2 separate regions of the Zea mays genome follow, and region 1 is linked to region 2. Evidence: chromatin contacts called from public Hi-C data. All regions are on one chromosome and are shown on one strand. Each heading gives the region's core, a stretch centred on a gene start, on an enhancer-like site or on the middle of the called end of the contact. The rest is flanking DNA. Distances are from core to core; before and after follow the strand shown. Region 1 holds the start of LOC100281209 (K-exchanger-like protein). Region 2 has its middle 36 kb from the start of LOC103640631.

Region 1 (5,654 bases), core at 2,438-4,937, 170 kb after region 2:
TGCTTATAACTGCTTTAGTTCTTTGGTTTTTAAGGATGCAGTCTCCTGGAACTCTATGCTAACTGGATATTCACATCACGGTTTGAGTTCTGATGCTTTGAAATTCTTCAGATGCATGCGGGCAGAGAATATTAGAACAGATGAGTTTGGGCTCTCTGCTGCTCTGAGGTCTTGCTCAGACCTTGCTGTACTTCGGCTAGGTAGACAAGTACACAGTTTGGTCGTCCAATCTGGTTTTGCTTCCAATGACTTCGTTTCAAGTTCGCTGATCTTCATGTATTCTAAGTGCGGAGTGCTTGGTGACGCAAGAAAGTCCTTCGAAGAGGCAGACAAGAGTAGCTCTGTGCCCTGGAACTCTATGATGTTTGGTTATGCTCAACATGGGCAGGCACAGACTGTGACCGACCTCTTCAATGAGATGCTGGACCTTGAGGTTCCTTTGGATCATGTGACCTTTGTTGCCCTGATTACCGCCTACAGCCATGGTGGTCTTGTAGATGAAGGGTCAGAAATTCTCAATACGATGGAAACTAGGTATAAAATTCCTATGCGAATGGAGCACTATGCATGTGGTGTTGATCTATATGGGAGGGCAGGACAGCTTGATAAAGCAAAAGAGCTTATTGAGTCTATGCCATTTCAGCCAGATGCCATAGTTTGGATGACCCTTTTAGGTGCTTGCAGAATCCATGGGAATATGGAACTAGCAAGCGATGTGGCAAGGCATTTATTTGTGGCGGAACCTCGACAGCACTCCACCTACGTTCTTCTCTCCAGCATGTATTCTGGTCTTGGTATGTGGAGTGACAGAGCAACAGTGCAGAAGGTAATGAGGAACAGGGCATTAAGCAAAATTCCTGGATGGAGCTGGATTGAGGTGAAAAATGAGGTGCATTCCTTTAACGCAGATGATAGGTCACACCCAAGGATGGTTGAAATCTTTGATATGTTAAGAATGCTGCTTCAGGTTGCACCGAGGCTTTGCTCTTCTGGAGGTGAAGAGATTCCCATGACAATATCCAGTGAAACATGACCTGCAACCTTTTGTCTTGCACATTTTTTCTTAACAACCCAGTGTTATCATTGTTTTTTTTTTTTTGAAAAGAAATTTACTGTAGGAGACTCCTACAGTATTTATTTTATTGTTTCAGACGATTACTTTACAAGTTACATAGATGATATGTTACAGCGATTGAAGCCAATGTCTAACATTCTCCGCTAGCGTTTCTTTCATTCTGTAAGTGTTGAGGTTCATTTCCTGAGCGAAGATATAGTTTTGCAACCCTGGATAGTAGAGGGGGGATTTAAAAAATCCATCCATTTCTACAGCTCCAGATACACCATATCATGGTGATGATTGTCTCCATGAACCATGGTTGCGCCAGCTTCCTTCTCATTCTTTTAACCGCCAGATGGAGGTTAGTCGAGCGTGTTGGTGTGATTCCCACAATTTCGTTTTAAGGATATACTAGTTTTAAGTGTCGTTTGGAGTTGGAAGGCACATAGAGTATTTTTGGATCTTGTTTTTCCTTTGACCATACTATAAAGGAGAGGGGGTATAAACCATTACCTTGACCTAGGTAAGTCTAATGAGTTTAGTGTGGTGCACACTAGTGTCTTTAGCTCTAGGTAGGCTAGATTAGGCCCCAAAGTGTGGATCAAACCCTATTCCCATGTTTTTAGAGTTTGAAGGGTTTTAGAGGTGTCAGACCTTGAGCTTCAGGATGGTCGGACCGATGGTGATGGTTCGATGCCTCCACGTGTGAGAGCTTGATCGTTGGACTCTGTGAAAACACTAGATTGTCAGCCAACTGTGATGGTTCGACGCCTCCACGCAGACAACCTGCGAGAGCTTGATCATCGGACTCTGTGAGCAATAGATCATTGGACAAATAGTGATGGTCTAATGCCTCCATGTAGGCAACCTGTGAGAGTTTGATTGTTAGACTCCACAAAAAGTAGATCGTCGGTCGGACCACTGCATATGTTGACGGTCCGTGTAAACAGATAAGAGAGTTTTATGTTGCTTAGGACTCGTCCGATGGTGGTCATCGGACCATAGGACACAACTGTAGTAGCTAGGGTTCTTTCTATACGGTTATTGGACCATGTGAATAGTACTATCTTGGGACCAATGGGCTATGGTTCGACGTCTCTTTGTTAAGTGACCAGAGACGGTTTCACATGTGTCAAACTGATCAGACGGTGAGTGAGTGTGCGACCATACGCTCAGTGCAGTAACTCAAACAACTAGTACTGACATAGGAAGTACACGATTAACATCGTGTTTCATTGGGAAAAAAAAAGGTCTCGTGCCCCCAGCTCCGGTAAACAACTCTGTCCCTTCCAACAAGGCAAGGCAGAAGCAACTGCTTCGCTTGCAGATCTCGGCGGCGGTTGAGGCAAACATGCGTGGAGAATCTTTGCAGCTTATTAGGCTGACCAGCTTTTGAGGATTCTGCTAGAGATATTAGTATACGCTGCACTGGCACAGCAAATCCCTGATGGAGAGATCCTTGGATGATCGATCACGCACGCGCGCTGTGCTGGTTGGACCATCTGAATGAATTATTTGCTGAGAAGAAGCAGAACGCTACACACGATCTGCAGTGAAACTCGCTCGCAGCTGGTCTGGCGTGGATGGTCACAGTCACAGCTGGTCTTTTGTCCTGAATCCTGATTCCTTTGTCTGCATTCTCTGCAGCAGGCATCATCATCACCTGGTTAAGCGATCAGTTTCTGTCCATGTCTGCCCTCCGTCTTGGAAAAACAGATGACACAGTTTAAGCCCATGGTCTTCACTGCCTAAAACCTATCATGCTTTACCTAACTTTTTTCTATCTAACTAAGATTAGTTCTTCAATTCGACCGACAGACAACTAGTTTTAAGCCGAAAGCCGGCATGTCTTTTTTTGATAGAGATAGTATCTTTTGTATCTGAATCGATCCTCTGTCCGGATCATCATCATAGGTGAGCGAGAGGCGTATCGTCCACTAGCTTCACGAGTCGGATCGGAGGTAGCAACTACAGAGACGTACGGGAAGACGACACGATGCAATAATGTACGTACGTACGTACGCGAAACGAAACTGTAGGTGCGCCGACGAACTTTTTTCCGTGACAGCAACCAGTGAGTGCCGGCCATTGGTCTGGTTCGGGTTCTTGCTCCATTCCTGATTTCTCAGCAGTTAGCACTGACTGAGCTCGCTTTCCTGATTCCTCGTCCTCCGGAAGAGACAGGCATGCATCGCGTGCCACCGTGCTAGGCTCCTAGCTATAGCTCCTACCGCTGCGCTGCAATGGACGACGATGACTACTACTGCGGTACTGCCGGACGCAGGTCGCCGCGCGCCGCCCAGTCACTGCATTCTTGTCTCGACCTTGCTTGGCGGTGGCAGTCGCGGCTTGACCTGTCGACAAGGCCATTGTTGCTATTATTATTATCGAGAACATATCCTAAACGAAAAGGAGGAGAAGGAAATGAGAAGATGAAGGGTGAGGAAACAAGCAATTCATCTCGCACGGATTAGCACAAAACAAATCGGGACGAGATGAGGTTGGCCGGATCGGAGGAGGCGAGAGAGCAAATCAGTTGCAATCAGGGCCGGGGACCTCGTGAGCTGCCACTTGTCCTTTCCCCATTATTTTTCCTGCCAAATTCCACACACGCACGAACCCTGGAGATCCGTCTCGTTCCTCCACGAGCACGAAGCAAAATGCACTCCTCTCTCTGTCTCACTCTCATCTGAACCCAACCCACACCGACCGGTCGGCCGGCCAAGAAGAAGACTCACCACTCATCAGACGCGCAGGGAGGCAGGGAGCCATCATAGTTCCTCATCGTACTCACTCACTGCCCGCCTCCATGGCGTCCCTGCGCCAGCTCCACAAGTGCAGGCGCAATGCCGCCGCCACCGCCGCCTTCCTGCTCACCCTCCTCTCCGTCGCCGTCGCGCGGGACCACCGCCCCGGCGTGGGCCGGAGCAGCGAGGCGGAGCTGCGGGCGCCGGCGCCGGCGCCCGCGCAGGCCGGCCGGAGCTGCGAGGCGCAGCTGCGGGCGCTGCCGGACCACGCGGCGCGGTGCCGGTACCTGTCGTGGGCCTCGCACCCGGCGTGCGCGCCGCGCGGGTACGTGCACTACCTGCGCCTCTTCTACTGCGCCTTCGGCGGCGCGCCGTGGCTCGGGGCCGCCGCGCTCGCGCTCTGGCTGCTGCTCCTCTTCTACCTCCTCGGTGACACCGCGTCCCAGTACTTCTGCGCCGCGCTCCAGGGCCTGTCCGCCGCGCTGCGCCTCCCGCCGGCCATCGCGGGCGTCACGCTCCTGTCGCTGGGCAACGGCGCGCCCGACGTGCTCTCCAGCGTCGTCGCCTTCGCGGCGGCCGACGCCGACGCCGGGGACGTCGGGCTCAGCAGCGTCCTCGGCGGCGCGCTCTTCGTGTCTACCGTCGTCGCCGGCGTCGTCGCCATCGTCGCCTCCTCGTCCGGGACCCGAGGAGGCCCCGTCGAGATCGAGCGCGCCGGGTTCGTGCGCGACGTCTGCTTCCTCCTCGTCGCGCTCTGCTACCTCCTCGCCGTGCTGCTCACCGGCTCCGTCACCGTCTGGGCCGCCGCCTCCTTCCTCTCCCTCTACGCCGCGTACGTCCTCCTCGTCTGGACGTCCCACTGCTGCGCGGAGGACGGCACGACGAAGCCCGCCGTCGACGACGTCGCTGCCGCGGGTCCCGATCCCGACCTCGCCGCCCCTCTCCTCGCCGAGGACCCCGACGAACCTCCCGCGCTCCCCATCTCGTCCAAGCACGCCGAGGCCGCCGCACCGCCGCGGCGGGGGAGGAGCAGCCTCGCGCGCCACGCCCTCCACGCGCTGCAGTGGCCGCTGTACCTGCCGCGTCGCCTCACGATCCCGGACATCGCGGCGCACCGGTGGTCCAAGCGCTACGCGGTGGCGTCCGCGCTCCTCGCCCCTCTCCTCCTGGCGGCGATCTCGTCCCCCTCCAGCCCCGCCGCCGCCCTCTCCGGCGCGGTGGCCGGGACGGTCCTCGCGGCGGCGGCCGCCCGCGGCACGTCCTCCTCGTCCCCGCCCGCGGGCCGCTGCCGGCGCCTCCCGTGGCTCGCCGGCGGGTTCCTCATGTCCGTGCTCTGGTCCTACTTGCTGGCGCGGGAGCTGGTGGCGCTGCTGGTCTCCATCGGCCTGATTGCCGGCGTGAGGGCGAGCGTGCTGGGCGCGACCGTGCTGGCGTGGGGCAACTCGCTGGGGGACCTGGTGGCCGACGTGGCCATGGCCATGCACGGCGGCCACGGCGGGGCCCAGACCGCGGTGTCGGGCTGCTACGCGGGCCCCGTATTCAACACGGTCGTGGGCCTGGGCCTGTCGCTGACGCTGGCGGCCGGGGCCCGGTTCCCGCGCCCGTACGCGATCCCGGCGGACGCGTCGGCGTACCAGGCGGCAGGATTCCTTGCGGCCGGGCTGGTGTGGGCGATCGTGGTGCTGCCCGCGCGAGGCATGCGGCTGGACAAGGTGCTTGGGGTGGGGCTGCTCCTCATCTACCTCGGCTTCCTCGGAGTTAGGCTAGGCTCTCTGTCTCTCGGAGGAGCAAACGGCTCATGATCCATCGTCTCTTCTTCTTCTTTGGGATCCATGACACTCTTGGGTGGT
Region 2 (5,414 bases), core at 367-2,866:
TTTACTATAGCACCACATCATTGACTAATTAGACTTAATATGTTTGCCTTGTTGTTTAGTTTTTACCTTTACAGTTGGTGTTGTAATTAAAGTGTTTAATGTTTCTAACTGGCATAGTAACATGCGATGTGATACGGGCTAAAACTTACCACCGTGTAGTAACTTGCTAAAACTTACCACCGTATAGTGTAACAAACAGCCTCGTAGACTAAAGGCAACACCTAAACCGTCAGGTAAAGAAAAAACGACATAAAAAGGCGAGAGGGAACCAAAATCAGGTTGTACGTGAGAAGCACGATGGAACGGACTGGACATGTTTGGTATAGCTCCATTTTATGATTCTATAGCTTTCGATAGCTAGTTTTTGTAGTAGAGTGATTTTTGAGTAATTCTCCGGCATAGACGAGTCTATCTAATGGAAAATGTTTGGCAAACGGTATGTAAATTAATTAACGAAGGGTTAGAGATAGAGAGCAAGTGGGTAGCGGTGGGGAGCAGATTATTTTTACTTCCAACTCTCAACGGAGTAGCCAGGTTGGTTTTTTTTCGTTCCGAGAGTGATTGCTGAGACTGACTGCAGCGGTCGACGCTACCGCTCTCCCTCCCTTTGCATGTCGGCTGTAGGGGGCACCCTATGGCCACAGCGGTGCCCCTACAGCGCCCCCTACGTGTCGGTTCTCTTCTCTCTCCCCAGATCTAGCGTGTCACTGTTCATCATCCTAAACACTGTGCTGTGGGTCCACGAGTAATTGTTAGTAGATAAAAAATTGATAGTTGGTATAGAAAATGATATTTTATAGTGGTAGTGGGGTATAGAGGGAGTATTTAGGGGGAACCGCTGCGGGAGATGAAAAAATAGGAGGAAAAATAGGGGGGAAAATGATATAGGGGGAAAAATTTAGAGGTAACGGTTGCGGATAGCCTGAACGTGAAGTTGCTACTGTTTGGGGCCCACAGCGGGGCTGCTAGTTCCAAGATCCAATCGCGGCCATGCATGGGATTGCCGCCACTTTCACCGCATTGGCGCGTCGTGTCCGTCCGTGTGACTGCCATCCCGTGTTCACGTAGAGACAAGGCCACGTGAGGCTCTGCCATTGGCCCTCCCCCATCCGGTCCGCCACTGTCAGTCTACCTCCCATCATCCGTGTGGCCCAAGCCCGCGTTAAAAAAATGAGAACATTGTTTTGATAAACGACCGCACTACATCCTAGTGGTCGATGCCTGCGATTGCTACGGTTTTAATCTAACTATAGCTACAGATTCTATAATATTTTGTCTTTATAAATTACAGTAGCAGCAGTATGAACAGCTGCGCCTATAGTAGCCGGTGAAATAAATATGCACTGCCTTTGACTTGTGCATTATATTTATCCAACCTCGATCCATGAGTTATATGATCCAGTTTATGCACGTTGGTAGCTATAGAAGCATATAATGTCCAGTAGGTGCACCAAGGTTGACTGAAGAGTACTACGTATTGAGGAACATATTACTAACTGATTCTTTCTTTTGTACTCTGAAAAAAATGAATAAAAGAAAAATGAACGGTGCAAGTAGCGCGCGCGGCACTATCTCACCAACCCCCAACCACGCCCCACCTTTTTTGTTTGTTGTTGCTGCTGTGTCACCTACCTACTCCGCCGATACCCTCCAGACGTCTCCGTCTCCGTCTCCACATGTGTTTTACTCACTGCATGAACCGCTACCGGTTCTCACGAGGCGGCCCTCATCATTTCGATTTGGCAAATGCATGGAGAAAATTGGAAAGAAAGAAAGAAAGAAAGAAAGCCGGCGCTTAAACACACGCTGTCCGAGCCGCTGCATGCAGATACGTCCAAGCAAGTAGCGACCACACTGAAATATCTGCCGGTAGCTGCCATGCCACGCGCTGCTGTGCTGCATCGATCGTGGATCATGCATGCACAATAATCACCACGAGATGAACATGCGGCGAAAGAGATCGAGCGAGACAGGCTGCTTTCTGGAAAGCGTACGTCTTTAATCCTGCTTCGCGCACAATTGGTGGCGTGCATAATAAAACCCTTCTCTTCTATTACGAAGAAAGAGTGCGATCTGCAGATCTTAACAGACAGTTTTGGTGAAGCACCAATCAGATTCAGAGGTAGCTAGGTGTCCGCTGTCCAAGTGGTCCCCTCTCTCAACCACCACCTGCACATGCCCGCACATCAAACGCCATGGTTTTGCCATCGGTCTTAACCTCGATCGATCTTAACCTGTATGCCTTCTTTAAATGCATTAGATCTAACAGTAGTTGCAGACATCCAAACAGCCCGACCAGCTATTGTCTAAAGACATCCAAACACCCCTGCTGGCTAATAATGTAGCTAACTATTTAGTTGTACCTTCAACTACCCATTATTCCATTGGCTGGTTCAACCCAACTAGGACTGGCTAGTATTTAGACAGCTGCTAGTTAGCCAGCTAATTCCACTCATAATTTTTTTAGCCAGCTAACTATTAGTTTTAGCGCATCCAAACATGTTCTTAGTCAAAGAAGCGGCACATGGTCTCAGAAGCAGATCGTCCCAGGTCGATCGAATGTAGGAACATCACCGTGTAAATTCTACTTGCAATTTTTTTTTCTTAAGTATAGACGAACCAACATTTCAAGTGTTTCTCGAACTATTTTTTTCAGCGGAGAGGGTTATCTACATTGTACTCGGTGAATTGTCGTGCCATCATGTCATCTAACCAGCATATCACTTCCTAACAGCTCTTAGGTTCAACACGCCGGATCGTCGTCTCCAAGGTACTCAAAGACGTAATTTTCTTTGTTGCTGCAAGGGCCAGATACATCGCTTAAGGAAGCTAGCAGGTGGCAACTATACTAGCAGCGGTCAGCCCTACTTCCTCCAACGCATTTGTCTTCTAGAGTAGACCGACCTATTCTTAGTGTTGATTGCTCATTTCTTGATGCGCAGGGCCCGTAGCTGTAGCTGTTCTTCGGCTGAGACGTCGATGACTTCGTCATCTTCTGTTGCATCCTCGCCCTCTGGTGGAGCGAAGCCTGGAGGTGGTGCTTGTGGTTGTCCTCCGGAGCTGCACGTGCGTAGGGTGTCTTCGGGAGTGGGTTGTTCGTTGCGCTGTCTCTTGCTGAGAGCTTCGTCTTCGCAGGCTTCTTGGGGTGTTATCTGCGAGGGCCTTGCCCTTTTTCTCGGCTAGCAGTGCTGCCTTCGCTGCTTCGTCGATGGATGGGGCTGCCTTCGAACTAGCTCTCTTGGGTGCCATCACGGGTGGTTTGTTCGTAGCACGAACGGTGGGCACCAAATGTTGGAACTTGCTCTCCTGGGCAAGTGGATCCAACAGGAGAGTGGTGAGAGTGCACGTAAGGTTTAATGATGAAAGACAATAGCTCTGTTAATCTGGCCTCTCAAGGGCACTGTACGGGGGTATTTATAGGTACCCGAGCGTCGAACGTCCCAAGACAAGGACGGTTATGTCCTCGGGTACCCGGATTATCCCCAGAATATTCTCATAAAGGAGGGTTACAGACCGTCATTACAGAAAAGCTATTACAGATGAGGCCCGTAACTTGCCTGCCCACGCGGGGCCCGTTACAGTGGGCCAAATTCCACGTGGGCCTCCGGGCGAGATGAGGGACGTGGGACCGGCGGACTTCGTCAGGGGTCTAGCCTTCGTCTTGCGATGGAGAGGACGAAGGGCGACCGCGCCAGCCGTCACGCGTCTGTTGATGTGGCGACGCGACGAAGGCTTCGCACGAAGGGTAGCGTCTTCGCCTTCGCCCCAACACAGATCTTCTATTCCTTGTTTGTGTTTAGGAGGCTATAGGTAAAGTACTCGTCTTTCACCTCAACACAAAGCTAGAAGGCAGCCCCACTAACTATGATATATAGGGGCCTTGGCACTAGGTTGGGGTTAGAGGCAGAAGAGAGCGACACTTGAAGCAATTCCAAGGAAGGACTCGTAGATGCAGAGATATATAGATCGCCAATGGAACTAGGATTGGAATGGTTGAGGGTGATAGAGTAACAACCCTCGCAAGACATTAGAGGCAGGTAGCCTGAAACCTTGATAAGAGGAAGAAGTCTAAACTACTATTTCACATATCATTGGAGAAGGGAAAAGATGGTCCCTATGCTCTTTCCACTCGCCATTGGCCTTGTCACGGAGTATTATGTTAGATGCTTGGGCAAGCATATCTAGTCCCTTCATCCTTGGTGGCTCTTAGGCAATGAAAAGGTTAGGCGACGCTAACCCGACCCCCGTCTTTGTTAGCTTTGACTTTGTTGCTCGACCGTCTTCATCGTTGTGCTGATGTATGCAGGAATCTTCACTCACATTCAACAGGGCGATCACAAGTTAGGGCTTATGTGTTTATGGCACAAAAGATATGGGAACAAGAGATCGAGGAGTGCAAAGGCTAGAAAGCATATATAAAAAGGGTGAAAATCATTTACCCCATCGTCTATTTATAAATATACTCAAGAGGTGTCTTCTCATGGAGGCTACCTTTATGATCTCAATGGATGGAACTTTTATAGTTGCATAAATAGCCAGCATGCATTTTTTTACCATGTGTATAATTGAGGGGCTCGTTAATAACTTGACCACTAATTACATGATGGTCAACTTAGAATCAACATAAGCAACATATACTTGGATCCATTACCCCATCAGTTATAGTGATGGATAGTTCTCAAGCAAGACAAAATTGTAAGTATTTCAATTATTCCAACTAACCTCGGGGGATCGAGCATCTCATATATCATTATATTCAAGATCATTTGACTAGTTTTAGAGCATAACTACTGCTAGTGGGCCTATTAGTTCGCTAGGGGGTATTCTATCATCGAAGTGGACAAATGTTTTTTTACTATTGAGTGTATATGAACCACTCAATATTAACTGGTCTTTGACAATTATCTTGAGACAGTAACTGAAAGGGAAATAGTCTCAACATTTCCTATATTCGATTTTGGTGTTTGACGACCATCACAAACCTTGTGTACTAACCAGTTTGCCCAGTTGATCATTTCACAGGTGCATAAGTTCATCTACAACTATTCTAAATCAACTGTCCAGAATACCGTAGATTATTCCGGACAGGAGAAGCTTTTTGGAAAACAGACTAAGCGCGGACCGTCCGGGCCCTTGCGGCGGACCGTCCGCGACACCAAGGTGACCCTCCGACAGAACCAATGCAAAAACACAAGTCTACACTACAGGTCGTCCGATGGAAAAGCAAGCACTGTCCGAGACCAAGCGCGGATCGTCCGGTCGGTGAAGAACCGAAAACCCCGAAGGTGACGGGTCCAGTAAAATGAATTATAGCGTCCTCGCGGACCGTCCGGGGTGCACGACCGGACCGTCCGTGACTGCCTTTATCTGACATCTGACGACGCATTAAATGCTATATAGCCGTTACTGTTGAC

What was found. A called contact is a pair of places that touch in the nucleus more often than the background predicts.
Region 1: a contact with region 2 is called in a Hi-C map of bundle sheath, with 3 times the contacts expected there. The contact joins the promoter of LOC100281209 here to the enhancer-like site in region 2. A contact is called at or near these places in 2 of 25 Hi-C or Micro-C datasets (bundle sheath and tassel).

What each region holds. Positions count from the first base shown.
Region 1 is chr1:181,027,232-181,032,885 of Zm-B73-REFERENCE-NAM-5.0, forward strand. LOC100281209 (K-exchanger-like protein) reads left to right here and starts at 3,688. Exons shown (of 1, transcript NM_001154128.2): 1 at 3,688-5,654. The coding sequence starts at 3,867. The coding sequence ends at 5,606. It overlaps LOC103640633 (putative pentatricopeptide repeat-containing protein At3g25970), which reads left to right. Exons shown (of 1, transcript XM_008664090.3): 1 at 1-1,233. The coding sequence ends at 1,033.
Region 2 is chr1:180,861,040-180,866,453 of Zm-B73-REFERENCE-NAM-5.0, forward strand. No RefSeq gene overlaps it. Among protein-coding and RNA genes, the nearest start is that of LOC103640631, 36 kb to the left of the region's middle. Within about 2 kb of position 1,617, at least 19 of the 20 cell types and tissues checked have an H3K27ac peak or open chromatin away from gene starts, as enhancers often do. A contact at or near this core is called in bundle sheath and tassel, where this site is marked.